3 separate regions of the Drosophila melanogaster genome follow, and regions 1 and 2 are each linked to region 3. Evidence: chromatin contacts called from public Hi-C and targeted proximity ligation data. All regions are on one chromosome and are shown on one strand. The core of a region is the stretch at or near the end of the contact, and the rest is flanking DNA. Distances in the headings are between cores, read along the strand shown.

Region 1 (3,852 bases), core at 472-2,971, 190 kb before region 3:
CAGGCACCCCAAGAACAGGAATTGGGTGTGACAATAATCCCCTCATATGCGGGCGAAATGCTGCATACTCCGCGGATAAGAAATGATTTTTAATCAGTGATCAGTGGTGGCGACAAGCCCTTATGGTAGATCACTATGAAAGCTCCCCAAAGGCGAGCTTTTGGAAGCTTGCGCTCAGATGTGATATTCTAATTAAGGGTCATATTAAATGCATAGGGAATGTACTAGACGATATGCAACCCGGAAAGTTTTGGGATAACTTGGTTAGAGTGACTTTAAGCTGATCCAGATTACCGCCGATGGCTTAGACCCCGGCTTAAGTTTCCGTTTATTTCTTTTCTAATACAATAGTCGTGGAGTCAAGTCATGAAAAGTTCGTTTTGTTGTAAAATTATAACCTAAGGGCGTGTACTTTTTTTTTGTATTGCGGAAATATACTATTAGAGTGAGTTTTCCTCGCCACAAAACGGTGCGCGGTCTAAGTTTTTGCCAAAAAAAATCGAGTAAGGTTAAGCGCGCAGGAAAAAATAGCGATGATGAAGTCAACATATAAAAATCGAAAATATATATAAAATGCTTGATGAACTCTGTTTGACCTAACCCTACATCGGAAAAATTAAAAATGACCGAATTGCCATTCTGCACTACGAGAAATAAGGTTATATTTTTAATTTATATATTATAAGGTCTTACAATAAGTTATATTAATGTGTACCGGAGGAGGAGGCTGTTTTACTTTTTTAAATTTTATTCAAATTAAATTTAATTTAGTATTTAATATTTTTTTATTTTTACATTTATATAAGCTATTTATTTAGCTTGTATTTATTCTGTACCTATTTAATTTATTATGTACTTATTATTAGTTATAAATAATTATGAGTCATTACTTATTAATTATTAGTCACCACCATGAATGAAAAAAAAAATGAATTTCTAAAAATATAAATACTAAACTGGGCTGATGTTTCTCAGGACATAGGGCACAAAGGGGCCACTAGAGCCATGCTCTTAAGGTAAGCGGTCATAGGTAGGGTAGGGCAATCCGTGAACACGACTACAGCGGTGTTTCGCTAGCAACCAATTCTCAAGCTTTTCCTCTTCTTCTAGAACTGTCTCCTTTCGAATATATTAATTTGCGTCCTCTGATTTTGTATACTAGTTCCTCCATTTTGTTGTTGTAAGCACACTCAATTCTTGATCTTATTCATAAATGTCTGTAGCTAAAAGGTATTTGTACAATAACGACCACCACACCCAACGCCATGAGCTAGAGTCGAATTCTAAAGCGTGTACCCGCAAATACAGGTTGCCTTTCATCAATTTATTTCGTAACACGTTACAAAGTGAAAGCGGCTGGAACTACCGACATCTGGTTAACGGGGCTGCGTGGGAGGAGGAGACGAGATGCACGAGAGATACGACAAGTCGGTTGACAAGTTCCAGATGACCGAGGACGGTCATACTTCTAAGGGGGGAGTAGTTAAGACAATTAATGAGTAAACTTAAGTCGGTCTTGGGTGATAATTAGATCACCATAGAATCTTTACAAGCAGATTCAGCATAAACACCGTTATATGGTAAGATATGCTGTTAGCTTTAGTACAGTCAGATAAGTTTTTCAGTTTAGCTTTGACCACTGATTCAATAAAGAGCACAAGCTCATAAATCGAAAGTCCGGCGACTGCGTGGGACCTCCGAGTGATTACATAATTTACAGCCCAAAGGTGTGTTCCGCTGCAGAAAACTTAATAAAACAATATTATCAAACATTATCATTGTGTGCATTCCGCTGGAATGAAAAAGTGGCTAAAACACTGTTTAATATTTATTTTCAAATTGGAAATACAAAATATTTTGAAATATATATTCAATTATTATTTATCAAGCAAAAACTTACCACCAATTCTACACAAATGCTTGGAATTCGAAAGATGGCCTTAAAAATAAAATGTAAAATGTAAAACTTTATGTCGATATTGTCGCAACGCTAGCGAAATACTTTCCACAATTGCTGATACCTTTATGACCAATGGAATGTTAATGACACCTAACTATTTTAATTGTGAAATACTCTAGACAAATCCAATTGATGACAAATATTACAAAAAGCGGTAAATATTGTCGAAATCCTTACATATAGACACATTTTTATTAAATACGATTTTTGCATAATGGGCACTTATATACATATATTGTATGCGTATTCCCACTTGAGATTAACAAATCGTGTCACGGCGGACACAATACCCTGTAGTCACTGCCGGAGCAGTTCCTACCAAACCTCGCACTTTTGGACCGGATTCATGGGTGATCCCTCTGGACAATGGAAGTCCTTGGCGAAGTCCTTCATGTTGCTGAGCGACCCGAGGACTCGGAACTCGGATGGAGAATGCACGCCGGTAGTAATACGCATCTTGAGAGATTCTGAAAGAATAAATTCAGATTAGATTATCATGGAGCCGATCAAAATAATCCCGCAAGATAGTTGGTTTCCTGCGTTAAATTCCCTGAGTAGGTAATACGATTGCTTTGCATGTTCTTACCTTTTCGGTACTTAGCACACCAAGTCTGTCCGGCTGCCACCCAGAACATCTGCTCCGGGGTGTAGTCCAATCCCGGAAGCTTTGCTTCCGGTCCGTGCTTCTCAGCCCATCTGCGGTAGGCGATGTATGACTCCTTGACGCCACCATTGTCGGCGATATTCTCCCCCTGGGTGTTGATGCCATTCAACTGCGGGAAAAAAAAACACTGAGACCTTGTTCGCTGTACGGAGCAGTCACTTACGTTCAATCCCGTGGCCCTTTCGGTGTAGTTGCCGTACTGCTCAATGATGCACTTCGCCTTGGCCAGATAGGCCTTCTGGGTGTCCGGGTGCCACCAGTCCCGCAGGTTGCCCTTCACGTCGAACTGGCGACCCTGGTCGTCGAAACCATGGGTGATCTCGTGACCAATCACGTAGCCAATGGCGCCAAAGTTCATGTACTTCGGACGTTGGGCGTTGAAGAAGTGCCCCTGCAGGATGCCGGCCGGGAATTCTATAAAAGGAAAAAATTAGTAGTGGGGAATTTGCTGGTCGCGTTATTAGTTTTCAAAACTACAGAAACTTATTTGAAAAAGCTTTGCCTCATCGAAACTGGAGGTACACAAATCAAATATTTAAGTTTTATGAGACTTTAAAGTGTTTCAGCTTTAAAGCTATTTTATTTTTATTCAAAAACAGCTTGCTGTGGCGAATAAGAAGGTAGTAAGGCTAATTTTATCAGAATTCCTTCACCGAATTTATTTTTGAGTAGGACTTACGAATACTGTTCTCTAAGGACGAGTAGAACGCGTTCACGATCGCCGGACGAGCGTGGCGAACCCAGTCCGTCTTGTTGACCGGCAAACGAAGCTTGTTGAACGAGTAATCCGTGCCAAATATGTTCATGCCCAGGAACGACTCGAAGTACTTGTCGGGATCGATGTCGAGCTTGGCGTAGTAGGCGGCCAGCTTCTCGTTGTCGAGCATCTCGTCCGGATAGCCGATGTGGGTGGCCATGCTGTGCAGCTTTAGCTTGGCCTCCTTCTTCGTCTTGGCGTCCATCCAGTTGACCTCGTCCAGGATGTCGTTGAACACGTTGCGGATTTCGTTGACCATCTCCAGGGCGTTGGCCTTCGAATCCTTGTGGAAGTGCTTGCCCACGTAGAGCGATCCCACGGAAATGCCAAGACTGATAACCGATTGATTAGATGGCGCATGGTGGCGTTTCGATTCAATGTGATGTCGGATGTTGGAGATTGTTGATTGGAGGTGTGCAGTTATTAAAATGGTGAATGTACACAACACAAATAATAATTAATATTAGGAAA
Region 2 (4,367 bases), core at 465-2,964, 160 kb before region 3:
ATGGGATACGAGAATACGGCGACCGCCGACTGCTTATATTGTCTTCGCAAATCAACTGGAGGAACTTGGTGCAAATTCAACGCTTTGATGACAGAATTATTTTGCACATTTTCCATAGGATTTTTGGAGAACAGTCTTATTTGCAAAATGCTTTCTCTTAAAGATATACCAGTAGAGGCAAGTAGAGTGCTCTAAAATAATAAATATGTTGATTTGGCTCATCACATTGTTTCAAGTGTAGAGGCCTGGTGGGTCCCAGATGACATGCAATCCCACAGCCATTGTTGCGCATCATGGCGCACTATCTGCAAGCTCCACATTGCCCAACGGCTGACTTTGCATGTTTGGCGAGAAAATGTAAGCAATGAAACGGAATCCCACACGATGGGCCTTGACGAGGGGGGAATAGTTAGATGTTGGCTCTAGCGTTATCCAAGCAGCGCGCGACAGGTGACAAGATATCACACGGTTCCCGGCTCAGGGTGAATTTAAAACCAATGTAGTTTGTTGAAGCATATAAGCCTTGAGTGGAATCCAAATAGTGGCCACAAATGAGTATACTGATTTCAGAAAACACAATAAATACAATAGAATAGAATACAAGTGGAATTTGAACCTTAAGCTGCAATTCGAATATCCAATAGAACTCAGGAAAATAAAAGAAAACAAATATTGAGGAAGAGCCAACTATAAACTGATCTAAAAATAGGCAAATGTGGAAAGGGGTGGAAACCATCTGTAGATCCTTTATAATGAGCATTTTTGTTGGCAAAAGGGAAGATGGAGTTAAATGACATTTAGTCAAACTTAAATCCTCAGATGGGCGTTTTTTGGACTGTAAACCGCATTAGGCACTGACATTTTGCAGCCGTTAGCCGCCAACTGATTTATTGGCATAATAGCGATACACACTAGCATTTTTAAATGGAAAGTGCACCATCTGGAGAGTGGAAATTTCAAGAGACAAATATATAGAAGGAAGAATAAGTAACTTTTGATTTTCCCTTGGCATACCCGATTCCCTCGTCCGTCGTCCGCCTTTATGGTAATTTTCCCGGACAAGGCCCTCGGTTTCCGTGTCTTGCCCGGCTTATTGCCCATTCTCCTATGGCTATGGCAGATCGGGGAAACTGGTCACCTGGGATGGACAATGTCCGGCGGACACCGATCAACTAGAGAACTCTCGTTCGCGACAGCTGCCTCAGAGCTAATAGGAACAGCGAATAATGGAAATTTATATGTACATATGTATTTACGATGAACAATTGCGAATAAAGAAAATAGCAGAACAGCCTGCGACGCAGCATACCCACACATATGTACAAAGTACATAACCGAACACACACATATGTACCTGTAGACGTGTGAGTTGAATTATGCCTCTGCCGAAAGTGGCTGCATTGGTACATCGCGGACGGAGCACGCCTCCAAGTCCAGCTATTAACTTACCTTAATGCCGCCATCGTTTTTGTTGATCTCCCGCAGAACGCCGCGACCACCAAATCCCATTCCTAGGCCATTTTCTGCGTCGTCGAATTCCATGGCATATGTGTATCCCGGCAGGCAGCGCTCTTCTACAGGCCGATGACACAGTTAAGCTATACGTTTTCGGATAAAACTCTTATTTATCGCAATATGAAATTGGTGACGCGAATTTCCAACGTTGCTTTGGCGAAAATGCCGCTACAATTTGAAGAAGCATAAGTGACAGTGTGGCCAAATTGCCAGCAGGGAAAAAATACCAGAGGGCAAATGTTACCTAGCATGTTATTAATAACATTATTTAATTGCACTTACACAATATTTCGATCTATGAATGGTTAAATAAAATCCAAGTTTTTCTTTATTTTTTTTTTCAACGAATTTTCAAGTAAATGAAAGTCGGTCAAAATAAAGAATTGGAATTAAAAAGGGAACAGTAGCTTTGGTATTATTACCATAATCACTTTTGTCACCGAGAATATAATGTTTGCTACCTACTTATGTAGATATACACAGTATTATAATACTGCATTTTATATTTCTAGCACACGATACTTGAAGAGTACAAGTCAAAAGTTTAAAGTATAACACAGGTAGATCGCATATAAAAGTTTTCAAGTACATTATTGTGCCAAAAAAAATTTTACATTTGACACAGTTAATACGCTTTTTTAAACAAACATTTGACACGCTGCAGTAAAATATTGATATTGGATATGTTGTATTGAAGTAGTGACGACTGCTCAATTTTTTTATGTAGTGAAATGTAAAATCATCTTTTATCACAATAAAGTTAAGATGTGTTGTTGTTTGATATTATTTTTATAAAGAATAACTTATAGGAATATATTTCGGAAAGTGACCTTATATAACAACGATTTATATGCATCGTATTGTACATATTTTCGGAGTCTGCCGTATTATTAGCGCAGAAAGTCCAAATATTTAATATTAAAGTATAAAACTAGGCACTTCATTCTCTTAAATCCATAAACGAGAGCACTTCTACTCGACGATTATGTTTCTCTTTATTAGGGCTGGCAACACCGTCACCCTATTTTGTTGCCTTCTGAGAATTGTAATGCAACCGCGTAACTCAACGACTCAACCGTTCGGGATTCCGAAAAGTTATATATTTGGAAATTTAACTAATAGTGAACAAGTATTTATTTATTCTTAACCAGGATCGGTCCGTCCATGTCCGTATGAACTTCGAGATCTCAGGAACTATGTATGTACATTAGTACGCATGTATAAGAGCTAGAAAGTTGAGATTGGCCATGAAGGTTCCAAACTTCGGTCCTATCGATTTGCCAGAACACTTCTTGCCACGCCCACAAACTGCCAAAGATTGCTATGCCCACACTTTTAGGAAATGTTTTTGATTTTCTTATTGGTTTTGTAAATTTGTACCGATTTACCAACAAAAGCAACGCCCCTTCTGACGCCCACAAACCGCCCACACTTCTACAAATTTAAAACTTCTTTTTGTTTTAATATATATTTTTTTTCAATTTCTATCGATATAACAGATATCCCTCGTTAATTAAACAAAAAACAAACAACGATAAAAAATAAATCAATTCGTTTTTATGATGATGCTTTATTAGAAAAATATTGCTCTTTTGCCATGTATAACACTTCCTTTTATGTAGTAACCAATATATGATAACATTCAACAAGTTGCTAAGCGTATTCACTAGGTGATGCAACTTTAAAAATATTATGTATTGTAATTTATGCCTTGTGTATTTATGTAGAGCCTGAAAACTACTAATTGTTTTATTTTAAATTAGCTTGGTAATTGATAATTACAATACGTAACGAATGTAAATTATTCAATGTGTAGGTTAATATTATTGTTGTTCTAATCAATTAGTATTATTAGATTAAGGTAATTAATAAAAGTTGTCCATAATATATAATTATTGTGTAACTACTCGTATGTCTTTTCATGAAATTCTCTCCAGGTGTTTACAACACAATCACTTAATGTGGAACCACAGGCCTTTAGAAGGATCACCATTTAAAGATGGTTTGTCTGTGCAGTGAGGTTCGATTCGGTACGTTTTTGATTTGGTTCAATAGTGACTGCTTAATACTGGGCTTTCTCCTTTTTCTCAAGGTGTGCTCCACATCTGACTTACTTTCTTATGAGACTACTAATTATGGCTGCGCTGAAGCTTATCCCAGACTTGAATGATTTAAGGTCTTCTGAGGATAGCCTAAATAAACTAATCCCTAAAATTAAAGGTAATGGAAAATATATGTATGGGTTTGGGTTTTGTCGGCGAGCTTATTTATCCATTTAAAATAATTTGCTCGAGGATTCTATTCCACAGCTTTAGCTTAAGTGTTGCCTAAGGTAATTTTGTTTTCAAGTGCGCGAGACTTTCTCACTTGAGCACTCCGATTTAGGTTGAAGTTGATGTACGTACTACAAAAGTGTGCGAAAATTCTAGTAATATATTGACTCTTCCTCTTAAAAAGGATAGCTAATGTGTCTTACAATAAGTGCGCCCATAAACTTATAAAGCGGGCGCATAGTATATACCGCTAACAAATTGTATAGACTATAGTTTACAAGTCACAGCACCACCAAAGTGAACCAGATCGCGGCCATAGCTGTGAATCTAGCAATATCTTAACTTTTTGAACATCTGCTTCTTTCCCTCAGCATATGATTTATTATCATAGAGGCTCCACTCCTGGGCTATAGAAAAATTTCTATATCTTAAGTCCAAACACACCGCTAATTTGTCAACGCACGCTTTCTGAAGGCAGTTCACATGGGTGGGCCATCCTCGGTTATCTTGGTCGTCCAAATGCCGGGCATCAGTTGTGGAGGTAGATTCGATTGCGGCGTGTTTAGTTTTAAAATAGTG
Region 3 (4,021 bases), core at 678-3,177:
TATGGTCGAAAACGCGTCCTTCTGCCTATAACTATAAACTTTTTTAACTATCATTTGAATAAGGCGTAGTTGCAACTCAAATCAAAACGTGTCAGAATCGCTATTATATATAAACACCGACACTAGACCCTCGACAGGTGAGTGTCCTGTTGGCAGTTACCTAAAGTATATCTGCAGGTGTAAAATATAATGCTTAGTTTATACCATTTAACTTTTAGCCAAAATGACCCAAGTTCCCATTGGCCTCGGCCCAAATATGCTTTAATAGACTAATCGCGAACTGGCTGGCATTTCCTGCTCCGGATCTTAGTCTACTCGCATAGTGATGGCGTTCGAAACGCCCAAGCCCATCATCTTGGCTTATAAGCCAGGATAATACGAATGTTAACAGCAGCAGCAGCGGCTTCTCTGCCCAAAATACATATGTACATAATGCATTAAGCATTAGCCACTTGTAATACTAATAATATCAAATGCTCATTCTAGACTACTTCGTAAGCACCGGCTCAATTATACAAATATAGAACATATTCATACTGTAATAAAAAATAAATCAAAAACCTTTTATTGCAGTCTTCCAATTAAACGCATTTTGAGAAAAAAAAAAAACAGAGAATACTATAGTCGAGTTCCCCGACTTTCAGATACCCGTAACTCAGCTAGAGTGAATGCGGACGCGCAAATTTCATAATTGATTGAAATAATTCAAATTGGCAAGGCAAATAATAAAACGAAGAAAAATCTTAAGTTTTCAAAAGTGGGCGTGGCAGTTTTGTGCGGCTTTGGATACAAATTTAGATCGATAGAACTTTACATGACTTATGAAATTATGAAAAAATATCAAATTCTTCAAAAATTTAGTTTATAGTATATATAGTATAAATGTGGTATACCCTTTTACTCCTCGAGTAATGGGTATAAGTCAATAATGTTGAAAATACGATTATAAGAGTAGCCAGTTGAAAGGTAACTTAATTTTAGGTATATAATGGTATTCGAAGCGTGACAGAAATATGAATAATTATTTTATATCTCAACGCTTCCTTCTATTCCTGAAGTCGCCTTTATTTTCGCCACCCTATTGTGTCAGGTCTGTGTACAATTGTACATTGAACAACAAACTATTTAAAAGAGAATATATGTTGAAGCTAAATAATAAAATAAAAATAACTAAATAAAATAGTAATTAAGTATTCGGCAAAAAATTGAGCTCAGCATTTGAAAATTTTACAGCCCCTCTGATTTCTATCAAAGACAAAAACCTTATATCAGGAGGGTGCCTTCGCTAAAAACAAATATACATATATGTGAAGGATGTCTCCGCTAAAGATGTATTCGCTAAATACATCGAAAATCGCATGCGATATGATCTGTAGATCTGCACTTGAAGTAAAAAATTGGTGAAATTAACATTCATGTAAATAAAATTATAACACGGTTCACGAAATCAAAGTCATCAAAGACAAAGAAATATATAAACAATAGATTTATCAGTTTTAAGATTTGCAACGTGCAGCCCGTTGCCGTCCGAACTTTTTTGTTGGAATATCGATTACAACTGGATTAGATAACCAACTGAATGTAAAGTGGAAAATACTTTTCAATTCCTCGCTACAGTGACAGAGAATGACAAAATTGATTTATTGGTTATTTATCATATTTAATAACACAACAAGTGTTATGTTCATTTAATTTCTTTCCAGTTTTTGTGCCTCTTTCATAAAATTGACTTTTTTCTTTTCTGTACGTGCTTAAAACAATAAATTCTATTTCCTTTTCATTCGCAATTCACCGTTGCGAATTTTTTTTTGCTGCCCAGACGACTTTATACCTTTTGTATCTTGACACACATTTAGTGAGCTATCGATAACGTTCAGTGCTTTTGATTCTTTAAAATACTTATACTAGTTTTTTTCAATCGTCACCGACGCGGTTACACTGGGGATTTCGTGTCTGGTAACACTGTTCCGTATTCTGAAGCTCGCAGCATTAATTTTATAATAATTAATTCCTGCCGTAATGCAACGCGTAAGTTGTGTAGAGACAGTCAGGCACTAGGTGAAAACATCAATTTAACAAAATCATTTGTTCCAGGGCATTGACTCCTTTTTCAAACGGCTGCCGGCCAAGGCGAAAAGTGCCGAGGCCGAAAATGGAGAGACGCCGTCGAAGGCGCCAAAACGCAGGAAAGCCGTGATAATTTCCAGCGACGAGGACGAGGTGGTCAGTCCGCCGGAGACCAAGAAACGCAAGGCTTCGAAGACAGCATCCAGCGAGGATGATGTGGTGGCCGCCACACCGGAACCGATTGCGAAGAAGGCCAGGAACGGGCAGAAACCAGCGCTCTCCAAGCTTAAGCGGCACGTAGATCCTACGGAGCTTTTCGGTGGAGAAACCAAACGGGTGATTGTGCCCAAGCCGAAGACCAAAGCTGTTCTCGAGTTCGAGAACGAAGACATTGACCGGAGTTTAATGGAAGTTGATCTGGACGAGAGTATCAAAGAGGCTGCCCCCGAAAAAAAGGTTCACTCGATAACCAGGAGCTCTCCCTCGCCTAAAAGAGCAAAGAACAGCAGCCCGGAACCGCCAAAACCCAAGTCAACAAAATCCAAAGCCACCACTCCGCGTGTGAAGAAGGAGAAACCTGCGGCAGATCTAGAATCCAGTGTCCTAACAGACGAGGAACGCCACGAGCGTAAACGTGCTTCCGCCGTGCTCTACCAGAAGTACAAAAACCGCAGTTCGTGCCTGAACCCCGGCAGCAAAGAAATTCCAAAGGGATCCCCGGATTGTCTGAGTGGCTTAACCTTTGTCGTAACCGGAGTCCTCGAGTCCATGGAACGAGAGGAGGCGGAGTCCGTGATCAAGGAGTATGGCGGAAAGGTGATGACCGTGGTTGGAAAGAAACTCAAGTATCTGGTCGTAGGAGAAGAGGCTGGACCAAAGAAATTAGCTGTGGCTGAGGAACTCAATATACCCATTCTCAGCGAGGACGGGCTCTTCGATCTAATCAGGGAGAAATCAGGAATCGCTAAGCAGGTAAAGGAAGAGAAGAAAAGCCCGAAGAAGGAGCACAGCTCCGAGGAGAAAGGGAAAAAGGAAGTCAAGACTTCTAGAAGGTCCAGTGATAAAAAGGAGAAGGAAGCCACTAAACTGAAATATGGCGAGAAGCATGATATCGCCAAACATAAAGTCAAGGAAGAACACACTTCCCCGAAGGAGACGAAGGATAAGCTTAATGATGTACCAGCTGTTACCTTGAAAGTAAAAAAAGAGCCCAGCTCCCAGAAAGAACACCCTCCGTCGCCAAGAACTGCCGATCTGAAGACTCTGGATGTGGTCGGGATGGCCTGGGTGGACAAGCACAAGCCTACGAGCATAAAAGAAATCGTTGGCCAGGCAGGAGCCGCCAGCAACGTGACCAAGTGAGTAACCTAAATGTATAAATGGTAGCTTCCACTTTCAAAGTTATATATTTATTATACAGTCACAATTTGAAACTGAAAGCCAAACAGGAGAGGGTTAAAGTTTTACATTATTTTAATTTTCCTAGGCTGATGAACTGGTTGTCCAAGTGGTATGTTAACCATGATGGAAACAAGAAGCCCCAACGGCCCAATCCTTGGGCCAAGAACGACGACGGCAGCTTCTACAAGGCGGCCCTACTTTCGGGACCCCCTGGAATAGGAAAGACCACGACGGCGACTCTGGTAGTGAAGGAGCTTGGCTTCGATGCGGTGGAGTTCAACGCCTCCGACACACGCAGCAAACGCTTGCTCAAGGATGAAGTGTCCACGCTGCTGAGCAACAAATCCCTCTCCGGTTACTTTACAGGGCAAGGCCAAGCGGTCTCCCGCAAGCATGTGCTCATAATGGACGAAGTTGATGGCATGGCCGGTAACGAGGACCGTGGTGGAATGCAGGAGCTGATTGCCTTGATCAAGGATAGCTCTATTCCAATTATTTGCATGTGTAATGATCGCAACCATCCAAAAATTCGATCCCTGGTTAACTATTGCTA

What was found. A called contact is a pair of places that touch in the nucleus more often than the background predicts.
Region 1: a contact with region 3 is called in a Hi-C map of the Kc167 cell line, with 2.0 times the contacts expected there. A contact is called at or near these places in 2 of 107 Hi-C or Micro-C datasets (the Kc167 cell line and embryo).
Region 2: a contact with region 3 is called in a targeted proximity ligation map of the Kc167 cell line, with 5 times the contacts expected there. A contact is called at or near these places in 15 of 107 Hi-C or Micro-C datasets (the Clone 8 cell line, the Kc167 cell line, the ML-DmBG3-c2 cell line and 4 more) and 1 of 7 datasets of targeted methods (the Kc167 cell line).

The regions. Positions count from the first base shown.
Region 1 is chr3R:4,717,678-4,721,529 of dm6, forward strand. It overlaps lncRNA:CR44923 (long non-coding RNA:CR44923), which reads right to left and starts at 1,722. Exons shown (of 1, transcript NR_125068.1): 1 at 912-1,722. Nep2 (Neprilysin 2) reads right to left here. Exons shown (of 9, transcript NM_001275331.1): 6 at 3,304-3,713; 7 at 2,788-3,038; 8 at 2,547-2,733; 9 at 1,781-2,427. The coding sequence ends at 2,276.
Region 2 is chr3R:4,747,342-4,751,708 of dm6, forward strand. tacc (transforming acidic coiled-coil protein) reads right to left here and starts at 1,715. Exons shown (of 10, transcript NM_169016.3): 1 at 1,450-1,715. The coding sequence starts at 1,542. It overlaps atms (antimeros), which reads left to right and starts at 2,694. Exons shown (of 6, transcript NM_001275334.1): 1 at 2,694-2,713; 2 at 3,453-3,545; 3 at 3,608-3,735. mir-9384 (mir-9384 stem loop) reads right to left here and starts at 1,382; the gene lies at 1,323-1,382. It overlaps CG44098, which reads right to left. Exons shown (of 5, transcript NM_169018.2): 5 at 3,068-4,367. The coding sequence ends at 4,268.
Region 3 is chr3R:4,904,695-4,908,715 of dm6, forward strand. Gnf1 (Germ line transcription factor 1) reads left to right here and starts at 1,928. Exons shown (of 4, transcript NM_079505.3): 1 at 1,928-2,028; 2 at 2,095-3,425; 3 at 3,554-4,021. The coding sequence starts at 2,020.